Regions from separate parts of the Danio rerio genome. Here region 2 is linked to region 1. Evidence: chromatin contacts called from public HiChIP or PLAC-seq data. All regions are on one chromosome and are shown on one strand. Each heading gives the region's core, a stretch centred on a gene start, on an enhancer-like site or on the middle of the called end of the contact. The rest is flanking DNA. Distances are from core to core; before and after follow the strand shown. Region 1 holds the start of si:ch211-117n7.6. Region 2 holds the start of six2a (SIX homeobox 2a).

Region 1 (4,261 bases), core at 1,204-3,703:
ATATTATTTTGTTTAGTTTTTTAGAACAACAGTATCTCCAGCAGAAAAAAATATACAAAAATGCCGTTTGAAACTGTAAAGAAAACTGTGTTCTTGAAACTAATGAAGACAGCAGAAGTCAATGATTCAATTGAATTATTTAGACTTACAATATCTAGACATGTTTACTGCTCCAAATTATTTTAAATGTTTCTCAAAATAAAATGTATTGTGTTCAAAAGACAAAATATTTACGCTTTTTTATCACATTTAAAAACTATATATTTCAGAGCAGTTATTTACAATACACTGAAATTGTGATGTTTTTATCCAAGGTTTTCATACCATCAGAATCATAAACCGGCCCATGCTGGCTTGAATAGCTCCATTTGAAAATAACTTATTAATTTTAGATTGATTTGTATGACTCTGTGGGGGAGTGATTTATGTATAAAATATAGCAAACAAATTACAACTAAAGGTAAATAGCAAAGATAAAAGTGAAATATTAGGTATTGAAAGGATTTCTCCTAAGTCAAATAGTGTTCAAGTACAGACATTGAACAATGACAAAAATAACACTGAATAGTTTTTATAGTATAAACATTCATTCATTTTCTTATCAGCTTAGTCCCATTATTAATCTGGGGTCGCCACAGTGGAATGAACCACCAACTTATCCAGCATGTTTTTACGCAGCGGATGCCCTTTCAGTTGCAACCCATCACTGGGAAACATCCATACACACTCATTCACACACATATACTACAGACAATTTAGTTCACCCAATGTGGGGCTGATCAACTATGACCCTGATTCAACATTGACTATATTGTGCAGCCCCATAGCTTATAGTTTGGTATTTTTACAGGCAGTTTTTATACTGGTTTCATTGTACCCTGCCCTCCTTTTTGTTATTTTTGGAGTTAGTTTCAGTAGCTAAAAAGTAATAGACTGTAACAACTGTTCAATGCTGATTAACAGCTTGAAAAAAATAGCCTAGTTATTCTGTAACTTACACAATAACAAAGGATCTTAGTCTTGGAAGCTGATTTGTTAATAAAAGCGTGATGAATTGTATATGAAGACTCACATGTCATCAAAATCCTCATCCTCATCATCAGTCGTTGGCTCCGTGTACACCTTTGCTGTTGTTCTTGGTCTTCGGAGCATCTTTGTGTGGAAATCAAACTAAATGACAATGAAAAACAAAGATGTCTGGGATAATAAGGGGAAGAGTGGCCGTGCGTATGTATTTGTTCAACCATATAAGTTAATGTTATTTACTTATTATTTATTAGCAGATTTGAAAGCAATCTATCGGTCAGCTCCCAAATTAGATATGCGCAAAACTCTTAGCGCAATACAAAGTCATGCTTAAAGTTGTGCTGAATGTTAAACGTTAAAAATCAAAAAACTGTATAATCTGGACTGGTAAGTTAATTTTGAATTTAGCGCGCGAGCACGTAACTTATGAGTGAGTTATATGGATTGTTAGTTACCCAAACGTACTACGATTAAACCAGAGATGTTTACATGTAGAAAATGTTTAAAGAACAGTTTAAACATACTATTTTACTCTAGCAGACACCTATTTCACGACTGAATGATGGGTTGTTTCCTTAACGACGTCAGCATCAGGAAGTGATGTAGTTCTGCCTTTAAAATAGCATAATAAAAGTTTATGTTTAGAATATTTATATATGTATTTATTTATTTATTTTTCTTCTATTTAAAAAGATTTGGCAGCTTTTTAAATTATTATTGTTTTTATAATTTCTTTTCTTTCTTTTTTTTACTATCGTAACTTTCGTTAGGCAGTGTGTTTGGGGTTTGTTGAAGTGGGTTTTTATATTATAAAAAATAATTCTCTGTAACAATGTCTTTTTTACTTGGCATAAAAATAAAGGGAATAAAGAATATATATATGTATATATATATATATATATATATTTTTTATAGAATAAATATATATATATATATATATATATATATATATATATATATATATATATATATATATATATATATATATATATATATATATATATATATATATTTATATTTATAGAATAAAGGTTTAATGCGTTTGTTTTCTCAAACTGCTGGATTAGGAGCTGGTAAATATTCATTATTTTTGAATAAACGATTTCGTTAAATATTCAATTTAAACTTTATTAGTAATGTTGATTACTTGTGACAGTTTTGAAATGGTAACTGGTGAAATCTTCTAACGTTATTCATTTTCATAATATAAATGACACAAAAGCATAACTTACGCTGCTCAGGGCAAATCTTGCACATAGGAAAATGGTTGGAAAGTATGGTCAAAGATAGAATCACTAATCATTCTAAGCTCTTTGGTGGTGCTGAAAAAAAGCTAAAAGCCCGCACATAAGTCACCCAAGCCAATGAACTTTGCTCTTTACACCCTACTACTAACGTGATCGCGCAGGTTTGCTTGTCAAATATTGGCAGTTTGTAAGTAACTTTGAATAGGTTCAGAGTCTTGCTTGCTCCTCAAAATGAAGCGAAGAGTCGATAAATCCGAAGGTGGTGAACCTGCTACAGGACTGCAAAAGTCTAGTCTGACACTTAAGGATGTGCATGCAAGGTAAGACACTTTTTTAAGTTGATCGGACACCTGTAAAACAAACACCAAATGCAGAAAAGATGCAGTGAAAATCAAGAACCTGTGCTATAAAGATTACATAAATTTGCTATGCTTTTAAGTTACATTTTCGATGCCAGCCATAACTAACTATAGAGTTTCGTTCAAAAAAAATAGAGAAGGAAGTTTATGTTATTAATATTTGCAACGTGCCATATTCACAAATGCAAATTTAACAACCAAAAACATTTTTATTCTTCTATTGTATAAGAATTAGAAAAGTATACAAACAACATGAAGCAATGGTGTAATAAAAAAAAAATTACGTTTTTTTTTTTTTTTACTTGAAACCTTCTAAATCATGTAATACCACAAGACATTTACCTGTATTTGTATTGTTCTGTACTTTGTTCTTTAGGCATACACCCCCCCCCCCCCCCCCCCCCCAAAAAAAAAAAAAAACAGACTAAAACAGATATTTTTAATTTAACTGCATCTAGAGTACTGAACCACCATGTGTCAAAAATCAACACTATTCACATTGTGATTGTGTATGTGTGTACATTCCTTTCTGTAGCTCTCACTGGTCATGGGCTAAAATAGGACTTATTTCTTTCCTCGTCCTCTGTGCAACAATTCCAACTCTTCAACATGTCCTCTCTGGTATGCAACTTTTATGTTTTAAATACTGATGTGATGTTGTCATCTCTACAGTTTATGGATTTTTCCTAAGCTCGTTTTTGTGTGTGTTTTTTTTTTTTCAGATTTTGTTGACCTCAGCCATCCTTTAGATGTGGGTCTCAATCACACTATTAATGTCTATCTCAAACCTGAGGAGGGTGTGAGAGTGGGCGTGTGGTTAGTTTTGTGTCATTTATTTTTATACACACACACACACACAAATCATAAAAAGGATCAGTCACACATTCTGAGGTTTTTTGTCTTATGAATGTTTTGTAGGCATACAGTACCTGAACATAGGTGGAAGGAGGCGCAGGGTAAGAATGCAGAGTGGTATGAGAAGGCTCTAGGGGATGGATCACCAATTTTCATCTACCTACATGGCAATGGGGGCAATAGGCAAGAAATCCAATTCACCTTGATTAACATAATAGAATCCTTTATATTCTGACTTCACTAAAGATTTTCGTGTGCTGCATTTTATTTTATTTTTTGCATTGATCATTGATCTTGTGCACTGAATTTTGTGCAGGATTGCCCGTTATCGTATTAAAATATGCAGCTAATGTTTAAATCTCTATCTTTTTGTAACCTCACTATTTAAACAAAATATTAGTAAAGTGAAGCCAAATATAAGTGAGTAAACACTACCACTCACTCACTATCCTTCGGCTTGGTCCCTGATTATCAGGGGTCATCGCAGTGGAATAAACAGCCAATTAAGCTTGCATATGTAGGGGTTTTATGCGGCAGATGATCTTTGTGGATTTTTTCATAAATATTGAACCAAAATTTTTTAACTAAGTTTTAAGAATATACTAGGTAGGGCTCAGAAAACTAGTCAGTATCTGGTGTGACCACCAGTTGCCTCATGTATTGTTCATTGGTTGTTCAAAGTTGCTGAATCTTGGCAAGAAGTGGAACACACTGTCATTACACTGATCCAGAGCATGACAAACATGCTCAATGGGTGGCATGTCCAGTGAATAT
Region 2 (4,642 bases), core at 625-3,124, 340 kb before region 1:
ATAATAATAACAACAACAACAATAACAACATAATAATACTTAATAGCTAATTTGCACAAATAGTTATAATTATGCAACATGCTTTCTCAAACAAATCTAAAACAACTATTAATAGCCTTTATCTTAATGAAAGTGGGTTATTTAGGTGAGAAATATTTTTTTATTAAAATGTTAAAACAGTATAAATAAAAGCCAATAGGAATAAACCATCACTAACGACTTCGCGTAGACTAAACTTTAGAATATTTCCATAAAAATATATGTAACAATAATAACAGTGTGCACCTTTTTTTCTCTGCATCAGACATTAGTCTTATTACACATCCTAATTCTTGGCGGTATTAAATTTACATAAAAGACAAACAAATTAACTGATAAAGTTTACTTTTCTTGCGTCTACGCCATAATTATTTATATGGTTTGGAATAAATCATGTCGGTTAAAACATCGTCACAAACTGATTTATCTAAATTCTAAATCACAAGGTGTCAATTAAAGGTTCATTCATAAAGTATTAATTAAGGATAAAGTATCGGGAAACGTATGAGCTAGTTTAATGGTTTACATTGTGGTTTCAACTTGACTAGCTCGCCTGCGGGTGAAACAAGACACGTTTAAGGAGTAGCCTTTGCAACTGCACACATTCATAACAAGAATATGTTCAGATACTTTTTTACAATTCGAAGAACATTACCATTAATTAAAAGCGGATTATTTTTCCCTCAAACTGGATTACACCAAAATACACACCACGGGCTTTAAGACTTTTCCCGTAAGCATGGGCCTGCTTTTCTCAAACAGCAGCCTACTTTTTATTGCATATTACAAATGACATGGAGAACTATTTATTACAAAAATAACGATCAACAATTACAGAGAACGGATGACATTTGTACCGACTGTGCTCATCCATCTGTGGGAACTTTAGGACTTTTTACACACTCACCACTGACTTGATGTCACATTGCACGGCACGAATATATGCATATAATGCGTTCCAATTACTTTTAGACACTTAATAATATTAAACACTAATAAAGCAACAAACTAAAATTCCGTACCTCTCCTTCGCCTCCGCTGCTCGGTCGCGTTGTCGTCTGTTTTTAAACCAGTTACTGACTTGTGTCGTTGTTAGCCCAGTTGCCTCAGCTAGTTCCCTTTTCTCCCGCGGGGAAGGGTAGGGGTTATGGGTATACCATTCCCGCAGCACGCTCCTGCTCTTTTCTTTAAAGCAGTAACTTGTCTCCTCGCCGTCCCAAATGGAGCGGGGTAGCGGAAACTTTCTTCGGACGCGGTACTTCCCAACAGCCCCAAGAGGGCGGCCCCGGAGCTTCTCAGCCTCGATATAATGCGCTTTGAGCCACAGCTGCTGCAACTTCGGATGGTTGTGCGGGGAGAACTGGTGGCTTTCGAGAATCTTATAAAGCTCTCTGAAATTCCCCCTATGAAATGCGACCACAGCCTTCGCTTTGAGCACACTCTCGTTCTTGTGGAGATGTTCGCAAGCCGGTAGAGACCACAAAAAGCGGCCGAGACGTTCAATGTTTCCACCCTGCTGAAGAACCTCGCAGACGCACGCCACTTGCTCTTGCGTAAAGCCGAATGTTGGAAGCATAGACATGGTTTGTCTCAAAAATAAACGTCCCTCTTTGTACTTGTATGTCTATCTAAGCGATGACTTGGACTGTCCTTAAAGAGATTTAAAGTAACCCTTGGGAGGCAAACATTTAGAAAGACTTCTTGAGTAGATGGAATCAAATCCCACCGGGTGAAGAGAGGCACAAAACTTTAGATCCGTTCAAACAAGCATAATGCACACCGTATATCCATCTATAGCAGACGAGAGAAAGTTGTTCCTCCTGCGCGAGTCTCTCGCCACCTCTTCTATGTCGTTTCAGCATAACGCACTCCCGAAGAAGGACCTCGCTCTCTTGTTTTAATAATATTATTCTAAGCTGGCAAGAAAAGCGATTATGTGAACGGTGATTGGTTGGTTATCTGACCCGGGGATGATGAGGATAAGACAATAGTTTTAGTCAAATTATTTGCCATGGTTACGCTGTCATTCAAGGTAACCTGATATGCTTTGAGGTGGCTCCTTGGGCTGGCTGACTGATTATTCCCTTCATTTAGAGCCCGCCCACCGACATCGAAATATAGCCTCGACTTTCCATGTATATTACATTTTTTTACCCGGGGTTTGACAGACACTTCTAGCAACCAAAGAGCGCTGATCTGTGAGGTTGTGAGGTAGCAGAAGTTGAGCTGAGAGCACCGGAGCAAGACTGCGCACCAGGCGCTCTCCAAACCAAATGTTTGAGTGACCATAAGCAGACAATCCACCCTGGATATGCACACCTTTTCTCTCTGTAACTTGTCGATCACACCAAAACTATGTTTCAAAGTTCGGAAAACCCCCAGAATCCATAAACTATGTCTCACTAATTAATAAGCAGCACTTATGAATTACCATAATGAAATTCATTTAAAGAAAGTCACGATTTACACAAACATTTTTATAAGCAAAAACTTTCAGTCTTTTTTGTCCTGTTTACATTTGTTTTCAATTCAGTGGCTGTTTAATCGGACCAGTTGTCCCGTGTTATGCATTATTTAACAGTTGTTGAAGACAAACAAGGGGGTATGTTTCTCAAAGTGCACGCGCGTGGAAGCCAGACATTATGGACTGGAGTAGAACGGGGTTGGAGGGCGTTTTTAGGTAGTATATAGCGGTTTTCAAGGATACACGCTAGATTGAACAGCGATTGAGTATTACACCACAAAGGCACTGAAAACACTGCGAGGGACGTTTGAGCAGGTAAGACAACTCATTGAAAATTATTGAAAATGCTGTTTAGACACTAAATCTATGTTTGCGCATACATGTGCTACTTCGGTTGATTTGTTGTCTTGCAAGTCAATTAAGTAAAACTGTAGGTGTTTGTAAGCGACAGTTCAGAAAGGCGCATATTTGAATGATGACCTGCCATTAAGCACGTCATTATTGGCAGATCATCAGTCACAGTCTCTAGAATGAACTTTAACTCAACGTGTACAGTGGCTTAGAAACAAAGTTATTTTCACCAGGTAGACTCCTTTTACAACTGAATGATACTTGAGGCCACAAGAAAGTTCAGCAAAATCACATCTTACACGAAATAAAACTGCTGACGCTGTTGAGGCATGTCAGCCTCGATGTAAGGGAGAGAGAAAATTGCTTAGTATAAGGTCTGGTGTGTCGTTGCGCTTTGTAGATGTCCGTATACTGCTGTGGTGCCGCGAAGGCCTGTGATGTGGCTTGTTTGTGAAGAAACTTCAGAGCTTGTACAGCAAACTATCCAAAAACACGTCAAAGCATGTATCGTTAGGATAATAACCCATCCCATCCATCTCATTAATTGTTTCGCGTATTATAGTCGCCCAAAGATATACTTTTTAAATACTTCCATAAGTTTTGACGAACAAATGCTAAAATAATTAATAAATTAATCAATAATTAATGTTTTAAGACATTTTGACAATACAATCTTGCGATATGATTAAGACATCACAAATTCAATAATTTAACAAGATTATTATAACTATACACAAAATAGTCAATAAAATAAAATAGCAGCAAAATAATCGTAAAATCCAACAAATATCCAAATATTTTTGTGTAAATCTTGAATTTACGCAGTGTAAATGTCTGTTTTTGATCCAAAATAAATAATGAACATTACATAAATAAAAGTAGAGCTGTTTGCACTTATCAAGGAAAGGGTTCAAATAGTTATTTAGATGTCGCATCAATTGCACTTTGCTGTGAGAAAACATTAAACCTGTTGCTTGAATATCTTTACTTGCTGTTCAGTGCTCTTTTTGATTCACAATATACCAATATCGGCTTGTTGCTGAGAGTAAATAAAAAGTTCTTGTCCCAAATTATGTACATTTACATAATCTATAGTCGTTATAGCATAGAGGCCAGCTTATTGTGTGATCGTGTGAGTTATTTTATCTATATTCCACTTGTGACACTGTAATGAAGCTGTAACAATGCAGCGAAGCAATGGAAACGAACACTAAAAGGATTTTGGATGCTTTTGTATTGTGGGGGTATGTCAGTGACAGGCCAAATCAAGGTACGTCTCGCCTTGACACTGTTTGTAAACGGCTTGTTTCCACGGATCATTTTGATCAGAGCTTCGTAGGACCTGCGCTGCTCGTCTGCATGGTGATTATTACAATGCTGATGAATGGGGATCGCGTTTCGTCTAATAGCCGCCCCCTGTTTTGACAACCTCCCACAGCTAACCGGAGAGCGCGCAGCCGCGACCTCCACTAATTGGACTGATTATTGCAAGATGTTTTTTCCTCTCTGGAAAGCGCAGGGTGGCGGCAGTGCGCGGCTGCTCCGCGGCTTGCACCATAAGACCAGATGAGTTACATTCTTTCAGACATGTCATGTTAAGCGGGAATAGTAAGAATTAAACCCAGACGTGTGGTGTCAGCGTGCGGTTCGGTGGAAGAAAAACAAGACACCCACAGTAATTAAAAAACTGAATGCATTAAAATTCCGCGCGAAATAGATAACTAATTGCATTTAATAATAAGAAAAAACACAAGTCGCAGAGGTGTGCATAGTATAAATCACACTTGC

The links. HiChIP or PLAC-seq counts read pairs in DNA pulled down with a chosen protein or histone mark.
Region 2: a contact with region 1 is called in an H3K4me3 HiChIP or PLAC-seq map of embryo, with 4 times the contacts expected there. The contact joins the promoter of six2a here to the promoter of si:ch211-117n7.6 in region 1. A contact is called at or near these places in 3 of 18 Hi-C or Micro-C datasets (caudal fin, fibroblasts and an unstated tissue) and 2 of 4 datasets of contacts at active chromatin or transcription factors (caudal fin and embryo).

Annotation. Positions count from the first base shown.
Region 1 is chr13:10,320,756-10,325,016 of GRCz12tu, reverse strand. si:ch211-117n7.6 reads left to right here and starts at 2,453. Exons shown (of 13, transcript XM_021472679.3): 1 at 2,453-2,593; 2 at 3,168-3,253; 3 at 3,355-3,448; 4 at 3,551-3,670. The coding sequence starts at 2,505. It overlaps srbd1 (S1 RNA binding domain 1), which reads right to left. Exons shown (of 22, transcript XM_073920698.1): 3 at 1,073-1,170. The coding sequence starts at 1,152.
Region 2 is chr13:10,660,848-10,665,489 of GRCz12tu, reverse strand. six2a (SIX homeobox 2a) reads right to left here and starts at 1,874. Exons shown (of 2, transcript NM_131783.2): 1 at 1,062-1,874. The coding sequence starts at 1,621. It overlaps LOC103911981 (a long non-coding RNA gene), which reads left to right and starts at 2,675. Exons shown (of 3, transcript XR_663166.5): 1 at 2,675-2,818.